7 separate regions of the Mus musculus genome follow, and all the other regions are linked to region 1. The links are chromatin contacts, called in public HiChIP or PLAC-seq and promoter capture Hi-C maps. All regions are on one chromosome and are shown on one strand. Each heading gives the region's core, a stretch centred on a gene start, on an enhancer-like site or on the middle of the called end of the contact. The rest is flanking DNA. Distances are from core to core; before and after follow the strand shown.

What was found. Promoter capture Hi-C pulls out the DNA fragments that hold promoters and counts their contacts. HiChIP or PLAC-seq counts read pairs in DNA pulled down with a chosen protein or histone mark.
Region 2: a promoter capture Hi-C map of liver shows a contact between it and region 1, with 2.0 times the contacts expected there. The contact joins the promoter of Ppp1r16a here to the promoter of Zc3h3 in region 1. A contact is called at or near these places in 2 of 39 promoter capture datasets (both in liver).
Region 3: a contact with region 1 is called in a promoter capture Hi-C map of pre-B cells, with 3 times the contacts expected there. The contact joins the promoter of Lrrc14 here to the promoter of Zc3h3 in region 1. A contact is called at or near these places in 1 of 39 promoter capture datasets (pre-B cells) and 2 of 115 datasets of contacts at active chromatin or transcription factors (bone marrow-derived macrophages and pancreatic cancer cells).
Region 4: a contact with region 1 is called in a promoter capture Hi-C map of pre-B cells, with 2.7 times the contacts expected there. The contact joins the promoter of Arhgap39 here to the promoter of Zc3h3 in region 1. A contact is called at or near these places in 1 of 39 promoter capture datasets (pre-B cells) and 2 of 115 datasets of contacts at active chromatin or transcription factors (bone marrow-derived macrophages and pancreatic cancer cells).
Region 5: a FOXA1 HiChIP or PLAC-seq map of pancreatic cancer cells shows a contact between it and region 1. The contact joins the promoter of Ly6a here to the promoter of Zc3h3 in region 1. A contact is called at or near these places in 2 of 115 datasets of contacts at active chromatin or transcription factors (embryonic stem cells and pancreatic cancer cells).
Region 6: a promoter capture Hi-C map of liver shows a contact between it and region 1, with 2.7 times the contacts expected there. The contact joins the promoter of Ly6g2 here to the promoter of Zc3h3 in region 1. A contact is called at or near these places in 2 of 39 promoter capture datasets (the 3T3-L1 cell line and liver).
Region 7: a promoter capture Hi-C map of stem cell-derived epiblast-like cells shows a contact between it and region 1, with 3 times the contacts expected there. The contact joins the promoter of Dgat1 here to the promoter of Zc3h3 in region 1. A contact is called at or near these places in 5 of 39 promoter capture datasets (hippocampal neurons, liver, pre-B cells and 1 more).

Annotation. Positions count from the first base shown.
Region 1 is chr15:75,840,527-75,844,121 of GRCm38.p6, forward strand. Zc3h3 (zinc finger CCCH type containing 3) reads right to left here and starts at 1,382. Exons shown (of 12, transcript NM_172121.1): 1 at 1,324-1,382; 2 at 1-38. The coding sequence starts at 1,369. It overlaps Gm34851 (a long non-coding RNA gene), which reads left to right and starts at 2,979. Exons shown (of 2, transcript XR_384203.2): 1 at 2,979-3,560.
Region 2 is chr15:76,669,593-76,673,283 of GRCm38.p6, forward strand. Ppp1r16a (protein phosphatase 1, regulatory subunit 16A) reads left to right here and starts at 2,051. Exons shown (of 12, transcript NM_001358933.1): 1 at 2,051-2,170. Foxh1 (forkhead box H1) reads right to left here and starts at 356. Exons shown (of 3, transcript NM_007989.4): 1 at 13-356. The coding sequence starts at 279.
Region 3 is chr15:76,708,992-76,713,052 of GRCm38.p6, forward strand. Lrrc14 (leucine rich repeat containing 14) reads left to right here and starts at 1,650. Exons shown (of 4, transcript NM_001358891.1): 1 at 1,650-1,936; 2 at 3,876-4,061. The coding sequence starts at 3,901. It overlaps Recql4 (RecQ protein-like 4), which reads right to left and starts at 1,568. Exons shown (of 22, transcript NM_058214.3): 1 at 1,402-1,568; 2 at 1,287-1,320; 3 at 1,110-1,207; 4 at 777-917; 5 at 1-560. The coding sequence starts at 1,485.
Region 4 is chr15:76,816,169-76,819,756 of GRCm38.p6, forward strand. It overlaps Arhgap39 (Rho GTPase activating protein 39), which reads right to left and starts at 1,998. Exons shown (of 12, transcript NM_001168288.2): 1 at 1,824-1,998.
Region 5 is chr15:74,995,972-74,999,816 of GRCm38.p6, forward strand. It overlaps Ly6a (lymphocyte antigen 6 complex, locus A), which reads right to left and starts at 2,060. Exons shown (of 4, transcript NM_001271419.1): 1 at 1,908-2,060; 2 at 1,564-1,646; 3 at 481-597. The coding sequence starts at 1,633. The region is part of intron 1 of Gm28068 (a long non-coding RNA gene); the gene reads left to right.
Region 6 is chr15:75,214,287-75,217,924 of GRCm38.p6, forward strand. It overlaps Ly6g2 (lymphocyte antigen 6 complex, locus G2), which reads left to right and starts at 2,092. Exons shown (of 5, transcript NM_001371105.1): 1 at 2,092-2,126; 2 at 2,398-2,468; 3 at 3,429-3,545. The coding sequence starts at 2,399.
Region 7 is chr15:76,509,679-76,513,806 of GRCm38.p6, forward strand. It overlaps Dgat1 (diacylglycerol O-acyltransferase 1), which reads right to left and starts at 2,316. Exons shown (of 17, transcript NM_010046.3): 1 at 1,877-2,316. The coding sequence starts at 2,103.

The sequences.
Region 1 (3,595 bases), core at 132-2,631:
GCCATTGCCGTGGAGTGTTTTATAGTCATCAATTAGACCTGAGAAGGCAGAATCACACGCTCAGTTACCTAGGAGATGTGAATAAAAACAGCACCAATCAAGACTACTACCCCTACCCTAATACTCCAGACCTGCTCGCCTTGCTGACTTGAGAGCAGTCCTAAGTGACTGGAAACCATGTAAAGTTCAGTCCAAATCTCTAGGCTTGTCAATTCTGTGAGCACTTCTCCATCACTATTAGTATTTGGCTTGCTTATCCTGAAGATGGCAGCTTTTGTGGTATGACTGCTTCTACCCCCTGGCCTATGAGATCTACAATGTTCTGAGAGCAAGTGTCACTCCCTATACCAAAAAAAAAAAAACAAAAAAAACAAAAAACAAAAAACAAAAAAAACCAAAAAAAAAAACAAAAAAACAAAAAAAAACAGTCAGGGACCAGAAACCTGTGGTGCCTGGGTAAGAACTGGACAAGTCTTCCACTGAGGCCCTGTAGTTTACCCACTCACGGGGAAAATTGCAGGACTGCACCATAGTGCATAACTGTCTTCTCAGAACTGACGCTTCTCTAACCCAGTACGTGACAGACAGAAATAAAAAACAAAAAAACAAAAACACAATGATGACCCAACAGCTAACTAACATCATCTCCTACAGAAAAACACCTGATACCACCACCACAAGGATTTTCCAATGAAGTGACTCATGGAGCCCTGGAAGAAGAGTGAAGGAACGCCAGCAGGCTCGCTGGATCCCCAATAACCAAACACACACACACACAGGGCCTGCCTCGACCCTCGAATCCTGCCAGACACCTCCGGTCGGGTGTTAGGGAAACGCACGAAGTAGTCTCAAATAGGAAGGCCACTTGGACTCTCCTTAGGACATGCTTTTGTGGGGGAAACTTTGAAAACGATATGAACGCTTATAAAGACCAACTTGAGTCTAAACATTTGAAGCTGAAGCTGGTGCCTGGGTAGTCAGCCCTGAGTACGTGGGGGCTGTGCCTGAATCGAGCCAAAGGCACTCAACGGCAGCGGAAGAGAAACGCTTCCGAGCCAGCCGAACCTGGAAGTCGGCTGCCGCGACCACTCGCTGGTAAGACCACCGTGCTATCATCTCCTGACAGCCCCTTGGAGGCCCGGCCCGCTCCCTCGCCCCGAAGCCTGGCGGGTCTGTCACGCGAGGGCCGAACCCGACTCGGCCGCTCCGATGCCCACCCATGACGACCATCGGGAGACCGCAACCGACAGCACTCGCTTCGGAGAGGGTCTACGGCGATCACAAGAAACAAGGGAACACACGGCCCGACCGCAGCCAGCTCACCCTGCAGGAGGCGTATCTGCCGCCGCAGCTGCTCCTTTTCCTCCATCTCCGGAGTCCGCGACGCCTAGCCAGACCCCCTCGACGTCATCGCCGCGCGACTGGTCCCCGCAGGCGGGGAGGAGAGAACGCCGAACTTCACTATGCGTGGACACGGGGTTGGAAGGCACCGTCGCCCCGGCAACCCTGGAAGGACGCATGCGCAGAACGAGAAAAATCCGTCATCTTGAAGCGCCCGGAAGTGGCCCGCAATCTGGCTTCTGCACCAATTCCTGCGCATCATTTCCACCGCTGGGGGTTCCTCGGAAGACTTGGAGGAGATAGGTTGCTAACAGTTTCCCCTAGACCCAGGAATTCCTTTTATCAATTTATTTGTTTGAGACAGGATGTATTTCTGGCTGGAGAGAAACATAACTGGGGAACTCGCTATGTAGACTAGGCTGGCCTCGAACTTACGGAAGTTCTCTTTCCTCTGCCTCCGGACCTGGAATCAAAGGGATGCCATTTTAACGCCTTTGCTGCCGCAGCAGCACGAGAACAGCGAAAAGGAATCGGAGGCAATTTTTTTTTTCGGATGATTACAGGTGTTAAGAAAATTCTTGAGGGCATTTAGTAGGAAAGGCTGCAACCTCTAGAAAATACTGAAAAAAAAAAAAAACTCACGGTAGTTACCACGTGATCAGACAGTCCCACGTCTAGGTGTATAACCAACGCGTAGAAAACACCGATTCTAACATATTTGTATGTCATTATTTATAATAGCTAACCCGAATGACTGTTTACATGGAAATGGGATATTATCCAGTGATTTGTTTTGTTAGAGACAGAATCTCGCTATGTACCTCTGTCTGTCCTGGAATTCCCTATGTAGACCAGGCTGGCCTGGAACTCTCAGAAATCTGCCTGCCTCTGCCACCCAAGTGCTGCAATTAAGAGTGTGCCACTATGTAGGAATGTGCAGTATCTTTGGAGCCCTAAGGCCTCAAGTCCGGCCAAGCCTCTACCAGTGAGCTACATCTGCATAGTCTACTGTTACGCCTGAAAAAGAAGTTCTAGAAGCTGGGTTTGATAGTGAATACCTGTAAGACAAGCATTAAGAAGTGAGGGTAGGGGCTGGTGAGATGGCTCAGTGGGTAAGAGCACCCGACTGCTCTTCCGAAGGTCCGGAGTTCAAATCCCAGCAACCACATGGTGGCTCACAACCATCTGTAACAAGATCTGACTCCCTCTTCTGTAGTGTCTGAAGACAGCTACAGTGTACTTACTTACATATAATAAATAAATAAATCTTTAAAAAAAAAAAAAGAAGAAGTGAGGGTAGATAGCCGGGCAGGCCGGGCAGTGATGGGACACACATTTAATCCTAGCATTCTAGAGACAGGCAGGTGCTCTGGAGGCAAAGGCAGGAGGATCTCTGAGTTCAAGGCCAGCATAATCTACAGAGAAAGTTCCAGGACAGCCAAGTTAGGCACTGAAGGAGTTGAAAAACAAAAGGTTGGTGATAATGTCATAAGACAAGGTGCCCATGTCCCAGCTCCAGCAAGCAGCAGAACTCAGCAGCTTCGGGCATGTGGCTCTGGCTTTAGAGTCAAGAATAGAAGGGACTACTGGGGCAATTGATGCTGTTTAGCTGGAGCTAAGAAATTAGTGGTGATTATGAAGAGACCAGCATCACTGAGGTGAAATCTTCTGGGAAGTATTTTCTAAAAGCAGAAAGAAGCTGTGTTCTAGAAATAGCCGGGGATGTACCTCATGCTGGAAGCCAGACTTGGTAATGTATAAGAATCACCCAAGTGGTACTAGTTTTGAAGGCGTAAAGTGTTATGGAGAGCAGCTTAGCTTGGCACTGTGAGATGCCAGGGAAGGCCATTGGTGAAAGTGCAGCTTGAGTTGCAGTTGATGGCCCAGGCCTGAGGGATCATGCAAAGAAGTTAAGGTCAGGTACCTTAAAGGGAGCCTATGAGAGGCTATTGACGACGCCTAATTGCAGTGAGAAATCCCAGCGTATTAGAGATGCCAGCACCGCACCATGGGATGACCACCAGGAACAGCAGCAGCAGTGGAATGGAGTCAACCAGAGCCTAGAGTGCTACAGAAGGCAGAGCTGGAGAAATGACAGGTCCCTTTGGAGGAACCCCGAAAATCGTGTGGATCCCAGACATTGAAACAAGAAACTATAAACATTGAAGTTGCTTTGGAGACCCTAAAATATTCCAGAGGCCAGAGTTATGTGATACCTGGTAAGGAAATCTGCTAATAGGGAGTGGAACCCACC
Region 2 (3,691 bases), core at 801-3,300, 830 kb after region 1:
GGACTCTCTCACCTGAGCCAGTTTCAGCCTGCGGAAGGGTGCGGCCTGAATTACCAAGGCGATCATGGCCAAGTAGGTGTAGGGGGGCTTGTCATGCCGTAGGTATCTCTTCTTCCTCCTCTTGGGGGTCTTCGAAAGAGACTCTGCCTCTGGAGGCCTCAGCTGAGAGTTGTCGCGAGGCCCCATACAAGGGAGGTAGCCCTGGGCCGGAGCCAGGGCTAACTGGGGGCTCGGGGTAGTCGGAGTGTAAGTTGAGGCCAGGTCCCAGCCCGAGGCCATGCTGGGACAGGCAGGCCAGGCCCTTTCTTTATCATTCTGATGAAAGGGGGAGGGGTGACAGAAAGAGGCTGTGGGGGAGGGGAACGTGTGTGGGCAGCCACAATTAGCAGGTTTCAGTTAATCTTGGAGGGAAGGGCAGAAAAGATTCCAGTAGGGACTTTTGGTGGCCCCCGAAATCAATCTCCACTCCCAGGTTGCCTTTGGGTGTCTGGGCATACCCTAAAACCTAGAAGGAAAAGCCCTTGAAAGAGGTCTACCCCAGAATACCCTATCTGCCTGGGCTAGGTCCCTAGCTCCCATTAAACAGACGGGAAGTGACTTCTCCAGCAAAACTACCCTGAGAGAGATGGGGAATTCCCAGGGGTTAAGACAAAGCAGCCAAAAGAAGTCAAGCCTGCCGGGCAGTGGTGGCGCACGCCTTTAATCCCAGCACTAGGGAGGCAGAGGCAGGCGGATTTCTAAGTTTGAGGCCAGCCTGGTCTACAAAGTGAGTTCCAGGACAGCCAGGGCTATACAGAGAAGCCCTGTCTCAAAAAAACAAACAAAAAAAAAAAAAAAAAGAAAAAAGAAAAAACAATAACAAACAAAAAAGTCAAGCCTTAGGTGGGGAGTCTGCTCAGGACTTGATGGGGGTGGGGATACAGATTGACAGACCTTCTGGACCAAAAAGGGAATAGAGTCTGTCCTCAGGAACAAGAGGAGGATACAGAGACTTAAGTGATCTTCCCATGAGTATGTTGTAGGTGCCCATATAGGCATGGCCATCTAATTGGTGGCTCTATTCTTGGGCTCAGTCACCATCTATGTTCTAAGTTCTCCTGGCTACTACAATGGGCAGCTTTGCATTGAGGGTCTGATTAGAGCGCTGATGGCAGAGGTTGGTGTCAGAGCCAACAATCCAAGACCTTCATGAGCACTAAAAGCTTTTGAGAATTCACCTTTTCCTGTGAAGCCCCTCCCCATTGTACCATCAACAGGACAGAGACCCTGGCAGGTGCCAAGGAAGGTACAGTCATGAGTGGAGGAGGGAATGGGGACACACAAGGAGGATGAGCACAGTGGGACTTCACTTCCTCTGACAGTTCTGCCCCTGGCTGGGTTGTGATCTTATCTCAGATTCTTCTTTTAGCTCTCATCTGTCTCCCCTCCCCACCCCCAATCCTATCACCTCCTGCCCCTCTGCTTTTCGTCCTCAGAGCTCTAGCTGAGAGTTCCTGTGTCTCACCTGTCAAATATCCCTATGGCCTCAGACCTATTCACTAAAGAAGACATTCTCTCCTGCAAGTCTGAGGTCTCCCTTTCCACTGGTCCTTCCTTGGTTCCAGTTAAAGCCTGGCTCCTTGAACTGACATTCAAGGCTCCTCATCGGGACTGCTTCTCCCTGATCACAGTGTCCCAGGGTCCAACCATCACCCAAACTGCTGCCCATCCTCTTTCGAGCAACGAGGGACTCCTACCCTTTAATCAAAGGATAGGATAAATAAAGATCACCCTTCCGGGAACACCTGAACATTTGCCCTTCCCGCCCTACCCCGGACATCAGGGTGTTAGTACCACAGAATAGAGCACGGGAATTAAAAAAAAAAAAAAAATCTTCCACAGTATCAACCAATCAGCTACCGGAGCTGACCCCGCCCCTGTCAATCTACAGTGGATGACTCTGTCCCTGGAGGACGCTCCTTAGGCCCCGCCCTCGCAAAACGACTCAGCCCAGCCTTCCCGCCCAGCCTTCCCGCCCAGCACCGCGGCTTCCGCTCGGGACACCTCGGGCCGGAAGTGTCGCGTTGCCATGGCGAGGATGGGCGCGGGGCCCGCCCCCGTGGCGCCTGGAGCAGCGCCGGGCTCCAGGGTCGGCCGGGCCGGGTTCAGGGAGCGGCCAGGGAGGTTCCAGGTGAGAAGGCCGGCGATTGTGAGTGAGGGTCGGGTCTATCTGGGGACGCGGGGGAGGCCCAGCACGGCTGGGCGGGGCATAGCGGGTGAGCCAGCGCCGGTTCTTCTGCGGCCCGGTGCTGGCCCGGCAATGGAGCGGGTCGTGAGGGGCCTGCAGAAGGGGCGCCAGCGAGGCGGCCAGCGGAGGGTGGGTTTTTGTTGTTGTTAGTTTTTGTTTTTGTTTTTGTGAAACCTATCAGTGAAGGAAGTTCTTGCAACCTGTTGGTCGGGCAAATCCATCGACAGTCTTCATTCTGACCTTAGGACCGCGAAGGGACTTTCCTGTGCTTCATGTGGGCTTTGGTGTTCAGTCAAAGCACACTCTAGAGCCTCTTACGGCTTCAAGTGCCCCTTTTCTGGAGGCTGTGCCTCCTGGATTGTGGTTGGGAGAGGAATGTAAATGAGCTTGTGAAAACTGTTTGGGCTCCTTTGGGTTCCTGACGGAACCAGTGCTAGAGGCTAGAGACAAGGAGGATTAATTATTACGGGTGCAGAAGAGAAGTGTGTATTGGCTTGGGAGGTAGAGCAAAGTTAGCTGACTCCTGACTGCTCCACTTTTCTTCCATATCCTTACTTGGGTGGTGAAGGTAGAGGCGAGAGGGCAGACCTCAGTGAGCCCTCTTGGGTGTCTTTGCTCCCTAGGTCTTCCCTTATAGGATTGGGGTTTTCTTTGGAGGCTTTGTCTTGCTTTAAACACCCTGGCTCTTTAGAAGGCCACCTGATTCACTTCATGGAAACCAAAGCTGCCACTAGCTCAGCATGAGAGCCGGTTGGGTTGAGGGACTGGAGGCCTAATGAGACCTGCCCTAACCCGCTGGCTTCATGTTGTCATGGTGATGGGACTTTCAGGTCTCTCAAGGGCTGCTAGTCTGCCTCTGTTGCTAGTTTTTGCCCAAGGAGGTTTTTTTTGGGGGGGGGGGGCGGGAGGCGGGGAGGGTTTTCCTCTCCTAAGGCCTGGTTTGACTTCCTTCCCTGTTGGCTCAGGCCTTCCTATTCCCCGCCTCTTTTTTTTTTTTTTTAAGGAATAATTCTTTTAAGTATTATTTATTTATTTATCGTTTTGGGGTGGGTACATGCCATGATCCACGTGTAAGTGGTTAGAGGATATCTTTGTGGATCTCCTGGAACTGTCATTTTGTAGTTGTGAGCCACCCTGTGGTTACTGGGAACTAAATCCTGGTGCTCTGGAAAAGCAGCCACCTGTGCTCTCAAGCTCTGAGGCATCTCACCAGTTCCTTTACTTTTTGTTTTTGAGATAGGGTCTCACTATGTAGCCTAAGCTGACCTTAAACTTGCCGTATAGCTCAGGCTAGCCTCAAATTTGCTGCGGTTCTCCTGTCTCTTAGGTGTGGATAAGTCATCCAACTCCTTTCCAGTCATTTCGAGTCTTTTTTTGCTTATGGGCTGTGTAACAACCCGTGTTTTCCTGAGTGATAGAAATGAAAATTGCTATATGTACAGAGGAGACCTTTTTAGAAAGGAA
Region 3 (4,061 bases), core at 400-2,899, 870 kb after region 1:
GTGGGTTCTCCTGGAGGGTCTTGCCCATGTACTGTAGCCCTGGCTCCCTCAGACAGGGGTCCTGCTCCGCTGCTGGGCTGGTCTTGTGCAAAGTCCTCCCCCTTCTCATTCCACTTCCGCTTCCTGCCTTTACTGTTGATGGATTTGGGGCTCTGTGACAAAACCTGGGCTGGCTGTTGGGCTATGGCCTCTGGGCTCTGTACAGATACTTCTGACTGGATGTCAGGATCAGCGATGTTCACCTTGCCTGACATCTGAGGCTGTGACTCCTCTGCACTCAGGTCAAGCCCACAAGCACCCGGAACCTCTAGAAGATCTGAAACTCTGTTGTGACACCTCTCTAACCAACCAGGGTCTAGGGAAGTCAACCTCCGGCTGAGGGATGATCGGAGCTGCTGGAGCTGGCCCAGCCTCGGCCGGGGCTCAGGAACCCGAGGAAGTGCATCGTCAGCTTCGTCTGGACAGGGGGATTCAGTCTTTGAGCCTGGTGGCCTTGGGGCAGGAACTGTGGACAAGGATCTCTTCTGAAGCTGGAGTTTTCTGCTCTGGGTTGGTCCAGTCTAGAAAGACAGAACAGCAAATCGGAATTCAGGACCTGGGTTACTGCAGAAGTTTGGGACAGACAATAAGAGTGGAGATGCCTGAGCACCGTTAGGAACCTAGTCCCAGTTATTACAGGAGCGTACGTGCGTGCTATAAGGAAGGGTGGACATAGAAGGACCCTGGCAAACCACCCAAGGGCCAAAGGCAGTTCTGGGTTCACCTCCACGTCTTACCTGTGTTGTGTTTTTCAGATTGGCTTTGAGCCTCTTCCCATAGTCTTGTACAGAACTCAGTAGGCTCTGTTTTGGCATAGACTGCGTATTCTGCGTTGCAGCTCGACTCAGGTGGGGACCCCAGCAGCTTGGCTCCTGTGCCTGCAGTAGATAGTAGCAACCTAGACCAGTTTAAAAGATGGCATGGGCACAGAAGTGCCTCTAAAGCTTCCCCTAACCCCCATGGGAGGACCTGGCCACCCAACTTCTGTGCTCCATGGAGGCACGGCTGCAAAATGCTCTCGGTTCCTGCCATTTGGACCACAGACCGCTGAGAGTGGGATTCACTGATACCTCCTCAGCTGCCTCGGCAAGTGATTGCTCTAGGACACGATGTCTGTCGTCAGCCTGACGCACCGCCTGCTTTAGGTTACGGTACTCACGGTAGAGCGCTGGGAAGGCAGAAGTCGGCGGTCAGGGGCATACCCACTAACATTCGCCCTGTCCCTGGTCCACCAGCCCAGTGCTCACCGCGGGTCTCTTCAGGTGCCGCCTCCACATCCCCCTAGGAGAGAAGCTTGTCAGCAACAGGCTGCGCCAGGATCCCCCACTTGCCGCCCCTGTCCGGACCCTAACTCCACCTCACCTTCGCTGGCCGTCGCCCGTGCAGCCGTGCAAAAGCGCGTTCCCACTCCTGTAGCCGCGCGCGAACGGTCGCGAGCCGCTCCATGGCAGCCCGAACGTGAGTTTAGGGGAAATCTCCCGCCGCCACCGTAAAGTCCTGTCCTTAGCCAATGAGAGCGGCCGCCGGGCGGTGCTGCAGATGCTCTGAGCCCCCCGGGGAGGGGGCGGGCCTATGAGTTGTTGCGTCATCACAGCGCGCCCCGGCGCTGCGCGGAGCTGGGCGAGGCTTGCTGGGCGAGGAAGGGTTGCAGGCCTTGGTAGTCGGGGAGGCGGATGAGCGGGGGCCGCGGGGCTGGGATTCGAGTCGAGCTGAGAGTCAAGCAGCCGTTAGTGGTCAGGGCACTTGGACGGCAGGTTCGACGGGGACTGGCGCTTGAAGACCACGGCTGAGGCGGATTCTCGGGAGGTGCCGCCGGCGCGCGGGGATGGGCCGCAAGCGAAGGGAGACCTAGGGGCGGGCGAGGCCGGTCTCGGCCTGTGGCTCCAGGCTCGCCCGGGTCAGTTGATGTTCCGGGCTTTTTGTTTTCTCCAAGGATCCGAGCGTGCGCGTCTGTATGCCGCAGAGACCGCTGTGTCCTGTGTGCAGTAGCATCACCCAGAAGCAATCCTTGCTTGGAGGCCAGGCGGGCTGCCACCGGTTCCTCTTATGACAGGTGTTTGGTTGGCTTGTCCTGTCAGTTAGGCAGTCCTATTATCTTAAGCTAGAGCCAGATCAAGGACAGTCACGCGGGGTTCCCCAGGGACGCGTGCCTTAAGGACTCGTAGGAGATGTTAGAAGCAAGCAAACCCTGGGCTTCATCAGTCTTTCTGGTCCCCAGTCTTGTCCCTTGCTGCGGCTTTGCGTAAGGCCTAGGCCCTGGTTTTCCATTCTGTTGTGGGCTGAGGACTGTAGCATAGTTCTGAGGGTAAGGTGTTTTGCCCACAGGAAGTCTACTGACCCAGGATAGCAAGAATCATTCAGGCTCAGGATCTTTTGTATGTGGCTTCTCAGCTGGAACGCTTTAGCAGTTTTGGCTTGGATCGTTATGAATCTCGTGAATTTAAGACATGGTTTCTCAGTGAAGAGGAGGTACCCGAATAGGAGACAAGGACCACAGAGGGTGAGAGTTGCTCTTCCTCAGGGATTTCTCTGCCTAGTTATACCCTAGAAATCCGCTATCTCTGGAGTTCAAACTCAGGGCCTTGGTCTCAGATGCTGCACACCATCTGTTCACAGGATCCTTTAAAAAACAAAAACAAAAAAAAAACCCCAGAGCCTGGCACTCACTAAGCTGTGTTAGACTTCTTTAACTCCAAAGGCACATCTACGTGGAGGGTCAGGATGTTAGGCTACTGGCTCTGGAGGAATCCTCTGTTGTCAGTCTGGTGGGAAGAGAGGTCTGGGATTTACTTCACTTTAGAAAATATTTACTTTCCCTAGTCGTAGGAAAATACACCATGTGCATGTGAAAGCTTCAGGTCAAAAGGGGGCACCTGCATCAGTTCCATGTGGCTGTGACATACCATGTTGGTTCTGGAAACCAGGCTGGGGTCTTTTGCAAGATCGGTAAATGCTCATAACTGCTGAACCATTTCTCCACCCCACCCTCCCACCCCCATTTTACAAGCAAACATGCAAATCTACTAGAACTCAATAGTGGGCTAGCCAGCCAGTAAGGTTCAGGGAGTCTTCTGTTGACTCCAGTGCTGGCTACAGAGCTGTGTCACCTGTATCCTGCTTTTACATAGGTTCTGTGGTCTGAAATCAGGTCCTCATGTTCAGTAAGAGCTATACAGAAAGGCGTCTCCCAGCCCCTTTTCTTCTTCTCTTTTCTTTCCTTCCTTTTTTTTTTTTTTTTTTTTTTTTTTGGCTAGGATGTCACTGTAAGGATAAACAGACTATAAATAGACTAGGTGCGCTTCGGACTCATAGATCTACCTCCCTCTTGCCTTCCTCTGTGCTGGAATTGAAGGTGTACAACTCCATGCCTAGCCCTTACTAGACTTCTGAGGAAGGATTTCTGAGTCATTGTCATTTGGGAGACCTAAAGTATCAGTGTTGGGCCCTGCAGAGCATGAGCTATTTCTTTTAACAGACAGGTCATTGACACAGCTGCACTATGTATGTTCTGCTCAACACTTTGTTTCCCCCATGTCTCCTGTCCACTCTGCACAGTGCTAAGTGCTTCCTAGGAATTGTTCCTGCCAAGTGTGATGGCACAGCATGTAATCCCAGAAGAGGCAGGAGGATTGCTACAAATTCAAGACAAGCCTGGGCTATACAGTGAGACATTGTCTCAAGCCAGACCTAGAAACTTATCTTTTGTGCATTTCTCCTCTATTAACTACCAACTCCATATCAGATACCTTGGTGGGCTTTGTACCACTGATAACTTGGGGAGGGTGTGGCCTGCTTCTGGCCCAGAGTTTGTCTAATTAAGACTCCCCCTCCTGCAGGTGGCTGTCTGCCCAGTCCAGCACCATGCACACACTTGTGTTCCTCAGCACGCGTCAGGTCCTTCAGTGCCAGCCAGCTGCATGCCAGGCCCTGCCCCTGCTGCCCCGGGAACTCTTCCCTCTGCTCTTCAAGGTGGCCTTCATGGACAAAAAGACGCTTGTGCTGCGTGAGCTGGTGCACACGTG
Region 4 (3,588 bases), core at 748-3,247, 980 kb after region 1:
TGGGCACTTTGATATGAGAGATAACTCCTAAAATTTATCTTCTGACCTCTACTCGACAGAGCTGGCACAAACATAAAATGAAAATAATTAAACACACACACACACTAGCCCATACACACAAAATGAAAATAATTACATGTATGCACACACACATACATACTTGCACACACACAAGTACTTTGTGCCAAGCATGGCAATGCATGCCAGACAAGATCATGAGTTTGAAACCTACCTGAGCACATAGCAAAATTCAGACGAAATTACAATTTTAACACACACACACACTTAGTTTATGCACTTTGTAACACACAGTCCAACCTATACCTAACCCTGACAGCTTGCAATTTCGTAGCAAGAACAATTCCTAACACTCAAAACTTCCCAGGTGTGAAAAATTTTACAAGTCTTAAGTCACAGAGTCCTCACAACAGCATTCTGAGACCAATACTATTAGTGTACCCATTTTACAGCCAAGAAACCAAAGGCAGAGAGACCTTACCTAATACCACAAAGCCAGTAAAGGAGGAGTCATGACTCAAGGGCGGTCAGTCTGGCTCCAGAACCAGCACTCATTTTCACTCTGCTCCAGACTCTTACAAGACAGCTGATTAGACCACGAGCTGGAAGGAGTCACATCTCTCTATTCCCTCCTAGGCACTCAGAATCCCTTGAAGACTGGCTTTCCGGACTATCCAGTCACACCTCTCCTTCTAATTCCCTTCCCCCCACGTTCGTTGTAAAAAGGGGAGCAGGGACAAAACCACCTGCTGTTTACAGACTGCGCCCAGGACGCAGTGCTCAATTGCCCTCCCTAGCTCCCAAAGACAAACGTCCGTATTGTCTGCACCACGGGAGGAACTGAAGCCTTGCAACTGTACGTTTTTCTGCAGAGGTCACTGGAGGCCTGGCCAACCCGAACAACACTGAAGGGGGAGGGGGTCCAGCCGCATTTTTGCGGCTGAAGGTTGCGTAGCGCCCACAGCAGCTGCGGTGAGCAGCAGCATGGAACACACCCACAGCTGCCGCGCCCGAAGCGGGCAGCACGTTTTAAAATAAAGACAGCCTGCCTGGCCCGGGATGCACAGCCTGCCGGCTCGCAGCCCCCACCCACCCCACGCCTGCCAAACAGCAGGCGCCCAGGGAGTTCCAAGTCTGAAAGGCCGGGGAGAGGACCACCCGAGCCTGCCGCAGAGGCCCTGCCGCGAAGCCAGGGCGCACCACGCGCAAGCAAGCCACGACCCGACCCAGAGACGCCCACCGACTGCCGGGCATCGCGGACAAAGCCTAGCCCGCAAGATCCTCGTTCGGCAAGCACTATCTCTCACCACCCCCAAACGGACCGGAGCCCAGTGCACAGAAAGGGCACAAGCACACCACCGGCTCTGGGCCTGGACACAGAACGCACGCACACCTGTCCTCGGGCTGACTACACACACCTGTCTGCAGGCCGGGCACCCTCACATCTCACACCCACCATCAGGTCCACCCCAACCCCAACCACCTCAAGCAAAGGGCTCGCACACAACTATCTTGGCCAGGGACACACACGCACTCACGCCCATCCAAAGGCCGGGCACGCGTGCAGACCATGGCACCCTCACACCCACCACCCTCGGGCCCCTGCTCTTACGCAAACCCGCCTTCACACTCCCTGGCCCTTGGCCGCGGCGTCCTCCTGCGGACCCTCCCCTACCGGGTCACCTGGGGCCCCGATTTCTAGCACGACTGGACTGGGGGGCCTCCGCCTGGGCCAGGCCGTGGGGCCGCAGCGAGGCCTCTCCGCCATCTTCCCGGCCCGCGCCGCCCACCTCCCGCGCTCTCACCAGCCGGCCCTGCGCCCGGAGCGCCGCCACTGCCCCTCATCACCGACCGCACGCTGCGCCCCAGCTCCCGGCGGCTCCCGGCCGCCGTCGCCGCCGCAGCCAGCGCTTCACGTCCTGGGTCTCCGCCGCTGGTCCAGTGCGCTGCGGCCGCGCGTCCCCCGTCACCAAGCGCAACCCCCCGCCTCCGACTCCGCCCCCGCGAGGATGGTGGCGCCGCCAGGGGGCGCCGCCCGCGAGGCTGCAATGCGCCTGCGCCACCGCGCAGCCCCTCGGGAGCTCCGAGGGAGCCTTGCCTCTGTCGGAGGCCCCGCCCCCGATGCCGCGCTAGCCGGCCGTTCCGCTCTCACCTGTACCCGCCCACTTCTGGAGGTCTGGGTCACCTCAGGTGTGTCCTAACGTGGGTGTGGCGTGACTCTATTAGTTCTAGCCCTGCTGGGGTTCCTAAGCTTGAGATATACCTCTTCCTTGACTCTGGAAAGGTAGCTATTGTCTAAAATACTCTGCGTATTCCATGTTTGTAACTTCCCTTTATTATTTTCCTCCTTTTATTTCCTTGACTATTCTCGTAGTAACTCAGGCACAGCTTTAAATGTGCTCTCTTTTCTATTTTTTTTTTTTTTTTTGTAATGTGTATTGTGTGTGAAGCATGTGCACGCACGTGCCAACAGTGTCCGTGTGGAAATCGGAGGACAACTCCTTTCACCATGGGTTCTAATGACGGAACTCGCATCATCAGGCTTGCACAGAGAGCACCTCTACCCACTCCATGGCCCTTTTAACTTCTTATTAATTTTTTTTAAGAGAGAGAATTTCAGATGGCCCAGGCTGACCTTCAACTTCCCTATGTAGCGAAGGATGACTTTGAAACTCTAATCCCGTCTTCATCTCTCTTGTGCGAGGATTACAGGCACCATATCCGGTTTACACAGCTGAGGAGGTGAAACCCATTCTAGGAAAGCCCTTTACCTACTGAGCTACATCCTCAGCTGCCATTTGGGTTTTTTGTATTTGACGAGCTCTTGCTCTGTGTACCCGGGCTGGCCTCAAACTTAAAATCCGTCTTTAACACATTACAAGTGCGTTTGTCACCCTCCCAGACTTCGGAATATTCAGTGTTGTTGTTGTTGTTTTTGTTTGTTCATGTTTTCGTTTTTTGAGACAGGTTTCTCTGTGTAGCCCCGGCTGTCCTGTAACTCGATCAGTAGACCAGACTAGCCTCAAACTCAGAGCTATCTACCTGCCTCACTTTGCTAGTGCTGAAATTAAAGACGTGGGCCATTACTGCCCGACACCAGTTCTTTACTTTAAAAAGAAAAACACACACACACACACACAAAAAAAAAACCAAACTTTTTTTTTACCTTGGCTTGACAATTAAGAGTAAATACTGCTCTTCCTGAGGATTCAAGTTCAATTCCCAGCATCCATGTCAGGTGACTCAAAACCACCTATAATGCCTGACAGAGGTGGCACATGCCTTTAATCCCAGCACTTGGGAGGCAGAGGCAGGCGGATTTCTGAGTTCAAGGCCAGCCTGGTCTACAGAGTGAGTTCCAGGATAGCCAAGGCTATACAGAGAAACCCTGTCTCAAAAAACCAAAAAACAAACAAACAAACAAAACAAAACAAAACACCTATAACTCCAGCTCCATGAGATCAATAGTATTCATGTGTACACACACACACACACATTTTTTAAAATGGTGAAAATGAGCCTTCAGAATATTTTGCTTATTTAGTTTGTATGTCTGTAGGGCTGCATGTG
Region 5 (3,845 bases), core at 810-3,309, 840 kb before region 1:
GAAGGGAAACTGGATAGCAGGGTGGGGCTGCTCCTGCCTTGTATATCTGAGGATATGCCTAGAAACCAAAGAAACTTTGGAGGATCTGATATGTACTAATATCTCTTTTTATCAACATTCCTAAGTCATTCCAGATTCCTTCATTATATGCAAAGACTCACTAGATGCTTCCAGCTCTCCTAGTCTGTCAGTGAGCCAGTGAGACCATAGACCTAAAGTATAGGCAGGATCATCACGTGACTACACTGGCAACAAAATGGGATGATAAACACTGTGAATGCCAATGGGCAGCCCTGCTTGATGATCACATCCCAGCACATCCCTGGACCCCAACAGCCCCCACTTTGCAAGAGTTCTCCTCCAACACAAGGAAAGCTCTACTTGGGGGGAGGGGAACCATGGTCCACAACAAGTGCCCAGACTCGACATTTTCTCCAAAGCCACCCTCAGCCATCTTTATATAGGCCACAAAGAACTTACCCACAATAACTGCTGCCTCCTGAGTAACACAGACTCCATCAGGGTAGGGGCAGGTAATTGATGGGCAAGAAGTCTCAAATGGGACTCCATAGCACTGGTAACACTCCAGTCCCTGAGCTGAGAGACAAGCCAATACATGAGGGCTAGTACATGCAATTCCTAGCCCAGACCCCTCCTCTCCAATGTCTTTACTTGCACACAGCTGCTGGCTGCTAGGTCAGAGCAAGGACATTACTGTTCAGTCAAGAGTGAACCAAGAACCACTGTTGTTTAAAGATGCCTGGTACTGCTGTCTCAGCTACACAGCCCCACAGGAGACATGTGCACCCCAAGAGATATTAAAGAGACAGCCACCATATTGGGAAGATATAGATACCAAATGTCCGCTGAAGCAGTGAGTGGGTGTGTAAGTAGATGCTGGGGCCACCAAATAGAGAGGGCTCTTCTGACCTGTCCTACCCTACACCTGCAGAGCTGGCCCCTGGGTATTGGAGCATGACAAAGCACAGAACTTCCCAGAGTCAGCTTAAAGCTGAGGCTCACCATGAGGCTTCCTGCAATACACATGTAACTACAAGTATAGGCGTATCTTAGAGCTCAGAATTTCTTAGAGTACAGAAGGCATAGCATTTGGGTCTCATGTGGCATGGGCTGGGACATAAGGAAAAGTCAAAGTCCAGGCAATAAGGATTCCAAATCCATTGACTTGGCATCTGGGGAGAAAAAGAAGGCTCTTCCAGTTTGTGTGCACACAGGCCAGTGTCCTGATTGGGAGGCCAGTGCAGAAGGGTAGAGTCTAAGGACAGGCTGCTCTGGTGGCCAGGTTCTGTGGCAGAGATACTGAGCTCCACGTGTCCTTTTGGTATGTGGTGATGGTTGCAAGGCAGGTTCTGACAGGTTTACAGACCCAGTAAAGCACCCCACCACAGAAGGCTTCACCCACCACAAGCCCATTCCCAATCCCATGACCCCAGCACATCTCGGGTACTGGGCACACAATGGAAGTGTAGGTGTACCCACAACCCTGAGGCCCTTTTCCATCTCCATTGTATCCTTCTGCCCCTCTCTCATTTTCTACCTCACCTCTTTCTGCACACAGTAGGGCCACAAGAAGAATCAGCAAACAGGACTTTGTAGTGTGAGAAGTGTCCATCCTCAGAGAAGGGCTGCACAGATAAAACCTTGGAAGTTGGAGCCAATTAATAGACCCCCAATCACATCCCTGGGCTCTCACAGAGCTCAGGCATCCGATCTTCCCTCCCTCCAACCCTCCACACAGCTTTCCCTGAGGAATACATGTCTGCCTACTTCTCTCACCCACCACCCACCCAGCTCTTCCTTCCTAATCCCACACTCCCAACCCCAGCCCTATCCTGAGGGCTCTTCCCTTTGTCACCTAGCAGCTCCCTCCTCACACCAGTCCTTACTTCCTCTCAGACAAGGTTGCAGGCACAGTGGCAAGTTCTGTCAGATGTGGACTGAAGTACTTTAATTTCCTTCAGCTCCTCCCAGCTGGCATCCTGAAGAGGGAGGGGTTTCAGTACTTAACCTTTTCCAGGCCATCATGTTTATTGGTTAAGAGGTAGCAAGATTTGTTTGTGACCTGATCAAGCCAGATTTATAGCAGTTGGGGAGGAACCATGGTGCAGGAGAACTGAGAGGGCCGAGGGCCAGAGGCCACAGTTGACTTGTGCTTGCCAATTAGAAAGCAAGGGAAGAAGTCAAGTTGCTCAGCCCTTTACTAGTTTTTGTTTTGTTTAGCTTCGTGTTTTTTGTTTGTTTATTTTGGGTTTTTTTTTGACTTTTTTTTTTTTTTTTGAGACAAAGTTTCTCTGTGTAGCTTTGGCTGTCCTAGGACTTGCTCAGTAGAACAGGCTGGCTCCAACACACAGCTATCAAAGGGGTGCACAACAGCCGCTGATACTTCTGCCTCCACTACCTGGCTTTTTTCTGTGTCTAAATAGAAGGTATGGTTTGCAGTGGCTCAGAGCCAATGGCCCTCCTTCCTATAAGCAGGAAAACAATTTACAAATACTTAAAGACTGGCTCTGGTGAGCAAGCCCCCAGTAGGCTCTTGCATCCACAAAGTGAGAGTCCTGAGGCAAGAACTAACTGGCAACTGGGATGGAAGTTACCAAGCAGTGTCTGATGTGTTTGGGGATGTATGGGGCTGTGTGTGCTGGACAGAGGTAGAGACCTGAGCTGGAAATCATCCTGAGATGATACCACAGCAAATGAACAGCTGTGCTCACAGGACAACTGAGTCCCAAAATGGACCACAGCATCAGTGAAGCTGAGCGCACCCCACTTAAGCAGGGAAGGCTGCTTACACTCCATGGCCTCTGCCCGAGCACCACTAAAAACCCCTTCCTTCTTACCCTATAATATATCATATAAGCAAACAGTTTGCCTCCAACACCGCATAACCCAGCACAGTGGTAAGAGGAAGAGAGCAAGCAAGAAATGTTGTCTCTCTAATTCTGTCACATGCTGTGCTCGGTATTGGCTCATGCATGAAGAAGTGTATGTGAAAGAAAGAGCAGGAGACAGCAAGCCTCTGCAAACAAAGAAAAAGCGGCAAGGAAAGATCCAAGTGATAAACCCTGCCAATGTCACCACCCAATGAGGTTATGAGGCTTTTTTTCCCCCAGAGGATGGGTGAGGTCACTTACAGGAATATGCATAAATTCTGAGCAGCTTAGTCACCACCAAATCTCACCCCATCATAAAAGCAGTACACGGAGTCCCTCTTTCAGTAAATCCTCTGTATCCTCTATATTCTAGTATCTTCTGAGACCACTTGTGCTTGGCGGAGAACAGGAGGGAGTCATGGCTGGAACCCCAGGTGACAGTCCTCCCTTCTGAGTATAGAGAGTTCTGCCCATTATCACAGACCTATTGCTGTTTTGCTCTTCTGACTCTATTTATTGCCAGGGCTCCTGGGCCAACATTATCCCTACTCCAGGATGACAACGGGGCCATCACCTTCTCTTTGGAGGGAAAGGCCATATAACCACAGTGCCGTGCACTGTTTCTCTAAAAGTCTTAAACTAGGAATTCTCATGAGTCCTCCAGTTTCCACCCAGCCCCATTGTTGGGGAGCTAGCTTCCCTTAGTGGTGGACTCCTGCCCATTCTACTGACAGACCACTCACATTAACTCTTCTGGGAGAGGGCTACAGTGTACTTGAGTAATCTTAGAGTTAGAGGTACCAGATGTTGCCAGGCTTGTGCTAGAGAAGCCAGGCCCTCTGCAGAGAAGTCTTCATGCAAGACAAAAACACACCCAGCCCTCTCTCCTGCCTTCCAGTTCACCTTGAAGCCTGACTATTCTCACACTCAATAGGTCAAACCTTAGCCAAGCCC
Region 6 (3,638 bases), core at 842-3,341, 630 kb before region 1:
GGGGGCAAGAGGAGGGGGAGGGGGCAAGCAGCCCCTTTTATAATGAGTCAGACACACCTGGCTATTGCCAGGTAACTGTGGGGCAGAGGCTAGATCAAATGCCAACAGTAATGGCAACTCAGAAATCAATATAGTCCTTACCTATCATCCAAAAAACTTCACTTGTAACAAACTGAGACCGTCAGAGAAAATCTCAGCTAATCAAAATGCAGAGACCTAGTGGTCACGCAATGTCCTGCTCCAAACTGATATATCTACAACACAGCTCTGGAGTTTACTGAAGAAGATGGGAAAAGTGGGAAAACTCTAAGAGCCCAGGAAACAGTGTGTAATGTGAGGGCCTGACTGCTCTAAGGTATGGTTGAGGGGAAGGCTTTACTGAAGATGTGAAGGAGAGTACAGCTAGAGGCATCTGGAGGAGTTCGGAAAAGAGTAGACCAAACATGCCATGGGTGGGTGGGGGGGGGAGTGATGGAGGATGAAAAAGAGAGGAAGACAAAAGGAGAGAGCAAAAGGAAGGGGGGGGGACAAGAAGGTTCATGGTTCAAATGGCAGGGTTATATAGGAATGAGAAGCAAGGGATGTTTAGGACAGGGGTCAGGTGAGAACAGCTGAGAGGAGCCACAGGTACTGAGGGAGCCTGAAGGCCAGGGCCTGTCTTGGTATGCCAGTAGGTACCACAGAGTGCCACTTGTCCCTTCTGATAGCAATGATGAATGACTGGTTTGGGAAAGAAGGAAATGGGTGCCAGAATTTGGGAGAGTGGCAGTCCCTTTGACCCTGACAAGTAGGAAGTGTTCTCATACCTATGAAATCTTGACAGCATGGCTGCCTAAACAAGACTTGGCTCCAGATAACAAAAACAGACAGACCCGCTATCACAGAAGGGTAAACCTTGTAGGTCCCAGCCTTAGACAAAGAACTGCAGGTACCAAAAAGTAATTGTGAGAGTTAAACAGTCTTCCATGGGGAAGAGCTCCCAAACTAAGGCCAAGTACTCAGCTCTGAAATCAGATTCCTACAACTAACATTATACAGCCTGAGCACCTTGTATTTATATAGTCAGGAACATATGTGTTCAAGTGTTTTTGTTTGGGGATAACAACAATAAAATAAAATTTGGGAGTCCAAGTGGGTTATATGGGAGGAAAGGAAGGGGGAAATGATGTAACAGCTTAATTTAAAAATATTTTAAAAATTTAAAAGCACATGAGAATATGAATGCTATTACATATGGTGAAAACATAATTCTTTTTAAAAGTAAGGTATATTCTTTTTAAACAATTCAGGAGATCACACTCCCTATACATTAGATTTGAATCCATCTGTGATATTATTTAGACAACTATTTCTCACTAGTCTTTTTATTCTTGGTAAGGAAGCTATCTGGACATCATCGGCCCACTATTGTTGTAACTTAGAAGTCAAATTATAGTTAAATCTCTTCCCCCCACCCTGCTCTAATATCCATCAGAGAGGGGCTTTGTGCCGTGATCTAGCCACTCCAACAGGTACCAAAGTATCTGCAAGCCATCTCTCATCTCTCAAACCCAGCCTTCAAGACTAAAAGGAAAAAATAATGAGAAAGAATCTGTGGACTTTAGTTCCAACAATGTAAACTGCCCGTTTCTCTGGCTTCCTCTCCCCTCTGCCTAGGGCTTGTAAAAGATAGGAGAGAACCTAATCAGACGTGCCTAACATCTGACCTAAGAGGAAAGTCTAAAGTGCATCCCGAATCTTATAGAAGTGAATAGAAAGGAGCCAGCCGCTGTGAGAAAGGCATGAGAGGTTGTAGGTTCACAAACATTTGCCCCCTTACCTTGCTTTCTGAATGGCAAGCACAAGTCACCTGTGGCCCCTGCTCTTCTGACATCCTAGTCCTCCTGAATAATGGTCCCGCCCCAACTGAGTGGTTGTCCCTCACCAACTGATATAAATCTAGCTGACTAGGTCACCAACAAACCATGCTATCTCTTACAAAATAAACATGATGGTCAGAAGGAAGTAAGTACTGAAGCCCCTCCCTTTTCAGGAATCCAGCTGGGAGGAGCTGGGGAAAGAGTAAAGTACTTCAGTCCACATCTGATTGACCTTTCCACTGTGCCTGCAACCTGGTCCGGGAGGAAGTAAGGACTGGTGTCAGGAGGGAGCTGCTAGGTGACAAAGGGAAGAGCCCTCAGGATAGGGCTGTGGTGGGAGTGTGGGATTATGAAGGAAACGCTGGGTGGGTGGTGGGTGAGAGAAGTAGACAGACATGTATTCCTTGGTGAAAGCTGTGTGGGGGTTGGAGGGAGGGAAGATTGGATGCCTGAGCTCTGTGAGAGCCCAGGGATGTGATTGGTGATTTATTAACTGGCTCCAACTTCCAAGGTTTTATCTGTGTACCCTTTCTCCAAGGATGGACAGTTCTCATGCTACAAGGACCTGTGTGTTCATCCTTCTTGTGGCCCTATTGTGTGCAGAAGGAGGTGAGATGGAAAATGGGAGAGGAGCAGGAGGGTACAATGGAGATGGAAAAGGGCCTCAGGGTTGTAGGTACTCCTATTGTGTGCCCAGGACCCTGGGTATGCTGTGGCCAGTCGACTGGGGATTTGCTTGTGGTGGGTGAAGCCTCCTGTGCTGGGGTGCTTTACTGGGTCTGTAAACCAGACCCTGCTTTGCAACAATCAAAACATGCCAGAAGGACTCTTGGACCTCACTACCTGTGCCAGGAACCCTGGCCACCAGAGCAGTCTGTCCTTAGACTCTACCCTGCTGCCCTGGCCTCCCAGTCAGGACACTGGCCTGTGTGCACACAAACTGGCAGAGCCTTCTTTTCCTCCCAGCTGCCAAGTTAAGTGGTGTGGAATCCTTAATGCCTGACATTTGGCTTTTCCTTTTGCCCCAGCCAATGAGACCTGAATGCCAGAACTTCACAACTCTAAGAGCTCTGAGCTCTCAGATGCCTCTATACTTCTAGTCACATCTTTATTTGGGGAAGCCTCATAGTGAGCCTCAGCTTTGAGCTGGACAGTGGGAAGTTATGTGATCTGTCATGGGCCAATAACCAGGGGCCAGCTCTGCATGTTAAGGGTGGGACAGGTCAGAAGAGCCCTCTCCATCTGAGGGCCCCAGTAACTACTTACACACCCACTCACAGGTTCAGCAGACATTTGGTATCTATGTCTTCCCAATATGGTGAATGTGTCTCAAATACCTCTAGGGGTGCAGGTCTCTTCTGTGGGGCTGGCTAGTTGAGACAGCAGTACAGAGCACATTTGAACAATGGATGCTCTTGTTTTGCTTTTGCTTTTCGTGGAGGTGAATGGGCAGCAATGTCCTTGCTCTGTTCTAGTGGCCAGCAGCTGTGTGGACTTAAAGACATTGAGAGGACATGTTTGGCCTAGGAAGGGCATGCCCTAGCACTCATGTATTGTCTTCTTTCTCAGCTCAGGGGCTGGAGTGCTACTGTTGCCTGGGGGTCCCACTTGAGACTTCCTGCAAAACAATGACCTGCCCCTACTCTGATGGATTCTGTGTTACTCAGGAAGAAGAAGTTATTGTGGGTATGTGCCCTGTGGCCTATAAAAGGTGGCTGAGTGTGGCTTTGGAGCAAATGTTGGGTCTGTTACTTGTGGACCATGGTTTCCCTCCCTCCA
Region 7 (4,128 bases), core at 1,066-3,565, 670 kb after region 1:
AGGGGAAGACACAGAAGCTCAAGGAGTCAAGAGGAAGGGTGAGAGTTGAGCTGGGCTGCCAAGAGCAACAGCAGCAGGGGGAGGGGGAGCTGGCAAGGGAAGAGCTGCAATAGGCTGAGCTACAGGCCAACTCCAAGAGGGCAGGCAGAGCCTGGCCCACCAATGTGGAGGGATGGAATCTAGCTCCTCACCTAGGAGGCTTCCGGCCCTGTGACATCCCCAACATGGATTGAGGCCCACTGCCCACTGGGGGATGACAAACTCCCCATCCCCATAATGCAACATCCATCTATGGAGGAGAAGGGGCCACAGCACAGACCCTTTCCACACACATAGACATCTTTCCTAGCTTGCACAAGCCTCCCACCGGAGTACACTGAGTTCAATGGTCATCAGGAGGTGTGACTGTTCTCTCTTGCCTATCCCTGCATAGTAACTTGGCCTACAACTGAGACCTCAAAGATAAAAAGATACTTTCCCCACTGCTCCAGAGGTCATACTAGCCAAACTCCTGACTCCTAAAGGAAAGGACAATGAGGGCATTCAGAATAGGGGATTGTTAGGATCACAGGACCTTAGGACATAGGACCCTTAACATCTTTTCTGATGCAGCGGGCACCTTTAATCCCACCACTTGGGAGACAGACACAGGTGGAGCTGTTTGAGGCTAGCCTGATCTACAGAACTAGTTCCAGGACAACCAGGGCTACACAGAGAAACCCTGTTTGTGTGTTTGTTTGAGAGAGAGCGCACACACACAACATCTTTTCAGGTGGAAAATGGGAGGCCAGCCTCTCTCAAGACCAGCTTTGATTTACAGAAAATCATGATCCCTCTAAGGAGGGCCAACCTCCTCCCCCACTCTTGCCTCCAAGGCCTCCTTACCTGACCTTTGTTCATAATATGCCATACCTGCCTCACACTGAAGTTATCTTATCTCCTGGGTGAACTGTGAACACCCTAGGGCAGCTGGGGCGTGGGGGGCACCGTGCCCACTAGAAAAAGATTGTTGATACAAAGAGAACCAGACTTTGCCACCCTAGATAGCCACTTCCTCCAAGCCCCTCAGGTACTTCCTAACCCAGAGCTACTAAAGGGTCCCATGATGATCACCAAAAAGAGTCTCAGGGCCGGCTTTGTAGGAGACAGTCTCCATTTCTTCAGCTAAGCAGGGCCTCTCCCATAGGTGTGTTCATACCAAACCTCTCTCCGGTACTCCAACCACGGGATGAAAGTCTCACTTAGTAGTCAGCTCTGCCCCTATAGCCCGAAGTCATTCTGGTAACATAAGCTGGGCTTCCTTCAGGCCCTCCTACTTGCTGGAAGAGGGGTGAATAAGCCATGCAGCCTGTTAGTACTAGAAAGCTTCCTGTACTGTCCTCTGCCCCGAGCAAACGCCCATACCCATCGCCTCAAACAGGCGTGTGTCCTCTGGAGCCTCTAGCAGCCTTCTCTACCCACAGGACACCCCTCGTAGTTTTTGCAAAGGTAACTCTTCATCATAACCCTCCCTGGAAAACATCAGCCTCCTTCCACTGAAGAAAGCCCATTCATCTCCACCCCCCACCCCCCCGGGGCTCACATTTCCTGCTACCCACTCCTCAGAAAGGACCTCAAGGGACTCTGCCTCAAGGTGTGCTTACTTTCCTAAGCAATATGGAAAGGGGGCTGCTGCCCACTCCTCTACCCAGACTCCCTGGTCGGCTACACGACCACACCTGGGTGACCTTGGCAAGTGACCCTCTCCCCAAAGCCCGTGTCCCAGTACAGCCCCAGGGGAGCCCCGGCCGCGTAACTCGCAAAGCTGTGGCCAACTTTTAAGAACTAGGAGCGTCACTGGAGAGGTCAGATGTAAGGGGATCAGGCACTCCGCTACCTCAGATCCCAGTAGCCGTCGCCCACGCTGGTCCGCCCGTCTTTGTCCCGGGTATGGGCTGGAGCCGGAGCCGGAGCCGGCGCGTCACCCCCGGCGCCCAAGTCGGGGCTCACAGCCGCGTCTCGCACCTCGTCCTCTTCTACCTTGGGCCCACTACCACCCTGGACGGAAACCCGCGAGCCGGTCCTCCGACGCCGAGAGCTTCCCGCGCCTCCGCGGTCGCCCATGGCTTCGGCCCGCACCTCGTCGCGGCCCAGTCGTGCTCCGCCGGCTCTCAGCGCTTGGAGCCCGCGGCCCCGCCTCTGGACCCTGAGCAACGGCCTCCGCCGCCGCCCCCTGCCGGCCTCCGTAGCCGGCGCAGCGCACGACTACCTCTGCGACGCTGAGGCTGCGATGCTGCGGAGCAGCTGACTGGCTGTGGCGTCAACTGGAGAGTCCATTTGTAGTCCGAGGCCGAGCGGAGGCGGAGCCTAATCGAAGACGCGGAGCACGCTGGGAGTCGCGGGAGCAGAGCGCGGAGCCTCCTGGGAGTTGAAGGCACCGGGAGCTGGTGACGTATAGCACTCTGGGAATTGCAGTCACAGGCTGGCAGAAGCAACTAGTGTGCAGCTTGGCTGTGAACTTCGGTGGAAGAGGTCCGAGGTGCTGTCTCACTGCGAGGAGCAAGCGGGAGGAGAACTGCCCCGGCTCCTGGCTCCCTGGCAGCTACGCACTTCCTCTGACCTCTTGCTTGCCTCTTGTCCCACTTATGTAAAAACATCCTTTCGTCATCCCCAGCAGCGGTTTGAGTGTAGGTCATTTATGAAACTGCGCTGACGTCTTGCGGTTCCAAATCCATTTTTGAGCGCACAACCGACAGACTTATCTGCTCTGGCAGCATCGTTCTCCGAAAGATCCCTAGCTGCTAGGCAGGAACCAGTTTAAATGTACCTTGGAGCACATAGCCTGTCAAAGGATCAAACTGGAGAAATACCCAGCTTCGCATTACAGCAAATGTGTGCAACTGCCCAGTTAGTTAAAAGAAGCAACTCACCAGTCACCATGGCCTCTTCCTCTACCGCCCCACAGTGCTGTCGAGGGCCCGACAAGCAACGTGCCTGATTTAGACACCGCCGTGCATACATTCTAGACCTGAGGAAGCACCTAATTTCCTTCAGAAACACTATAAAGGACCAAGGAGAATAGTGGCTTTCTCTTCTGGGGAATAGCAGGCCTAAGAAGCACCTCTATAGGACAAGGTTGGTAGCCTCTCCTACAGGATGCTACTAGTCTTCCTATTAAGCTCCCTCCACTTCTGTAGTATCCACTGACTCCTTCCCTCAGGTCACACTTTCTTCACGACACATCTCATGATGAGCAATCTGGGCTGCCCTGCCGGTGGTGTCTTTGTACATATGCAGAGAAAAGCGAACCCAGGCTTGGACTTTTGTGGATCAGAGCCAACCTGGTCAGTGTCTCCGAGCATTCCTTTGTTGCTGGCCCAGTCTTTCATCTGGTCCTTGGCAAGGCAAGGGCTAGGTCTTTGTGAATAGTGACCCCAAAAGGAGGCAGAGTGAAAGAAAAAGTCTCTTTGGGAGCCTGAAGTGAAGGTAAGTCGTGTGAGCTCTGCCATGCCTTTCCCGCTCCTTCCTCTGTTAAGTGAATACGAGGCTTCCACATTCTCCTGGGCTAGCACGTTGGCTACACCAGCTTCCAGTTTGAAACCAAAAACTAAAAGTGGAAGGTTGAGGCCTAGGCTGCCACTAAAGCCAGAGATGAATCCACACCATCCAAGAGAATGAAAGTCCTCCTTGGAGACAGCTATTCATTGACATTCAGCCTTACAGCTGTCAGCCTCCAAGAGGCCATGGGAGTGAAGAGACCAGAGGATGACCAGAGCCATCAGGAAGGATGGTTCTATGGAGACCTGTGCCAAAGAGATGGCACCGATGTCAGAGTTCCAGGGCCTGATTCAAGGAGGAAAGGCTGGAATGGATGATTGCGATATGCAGACAGCTTCACTGTTGAAATTTAACGTGAGTGGTGGCACACGCCTTTAATCCCAGCACTCAGGAGGCAGAGGCAGGCAAATTTCTGAGTTCGAGGTCAACCTGGTCTATAGAGTTCCAGGACAGCCAGGGCTACACAGAGAAACCCTGTCTTGAAAAAAAAAAAAGTGTGCAGACAGGGCTGGTGAGATGGCTCGGCAGTTATGAGCCCTGGCTGCTCTTCTGAGAGGTCCTGAGTTCAATTCCCAGCAACCGCATGGTGGC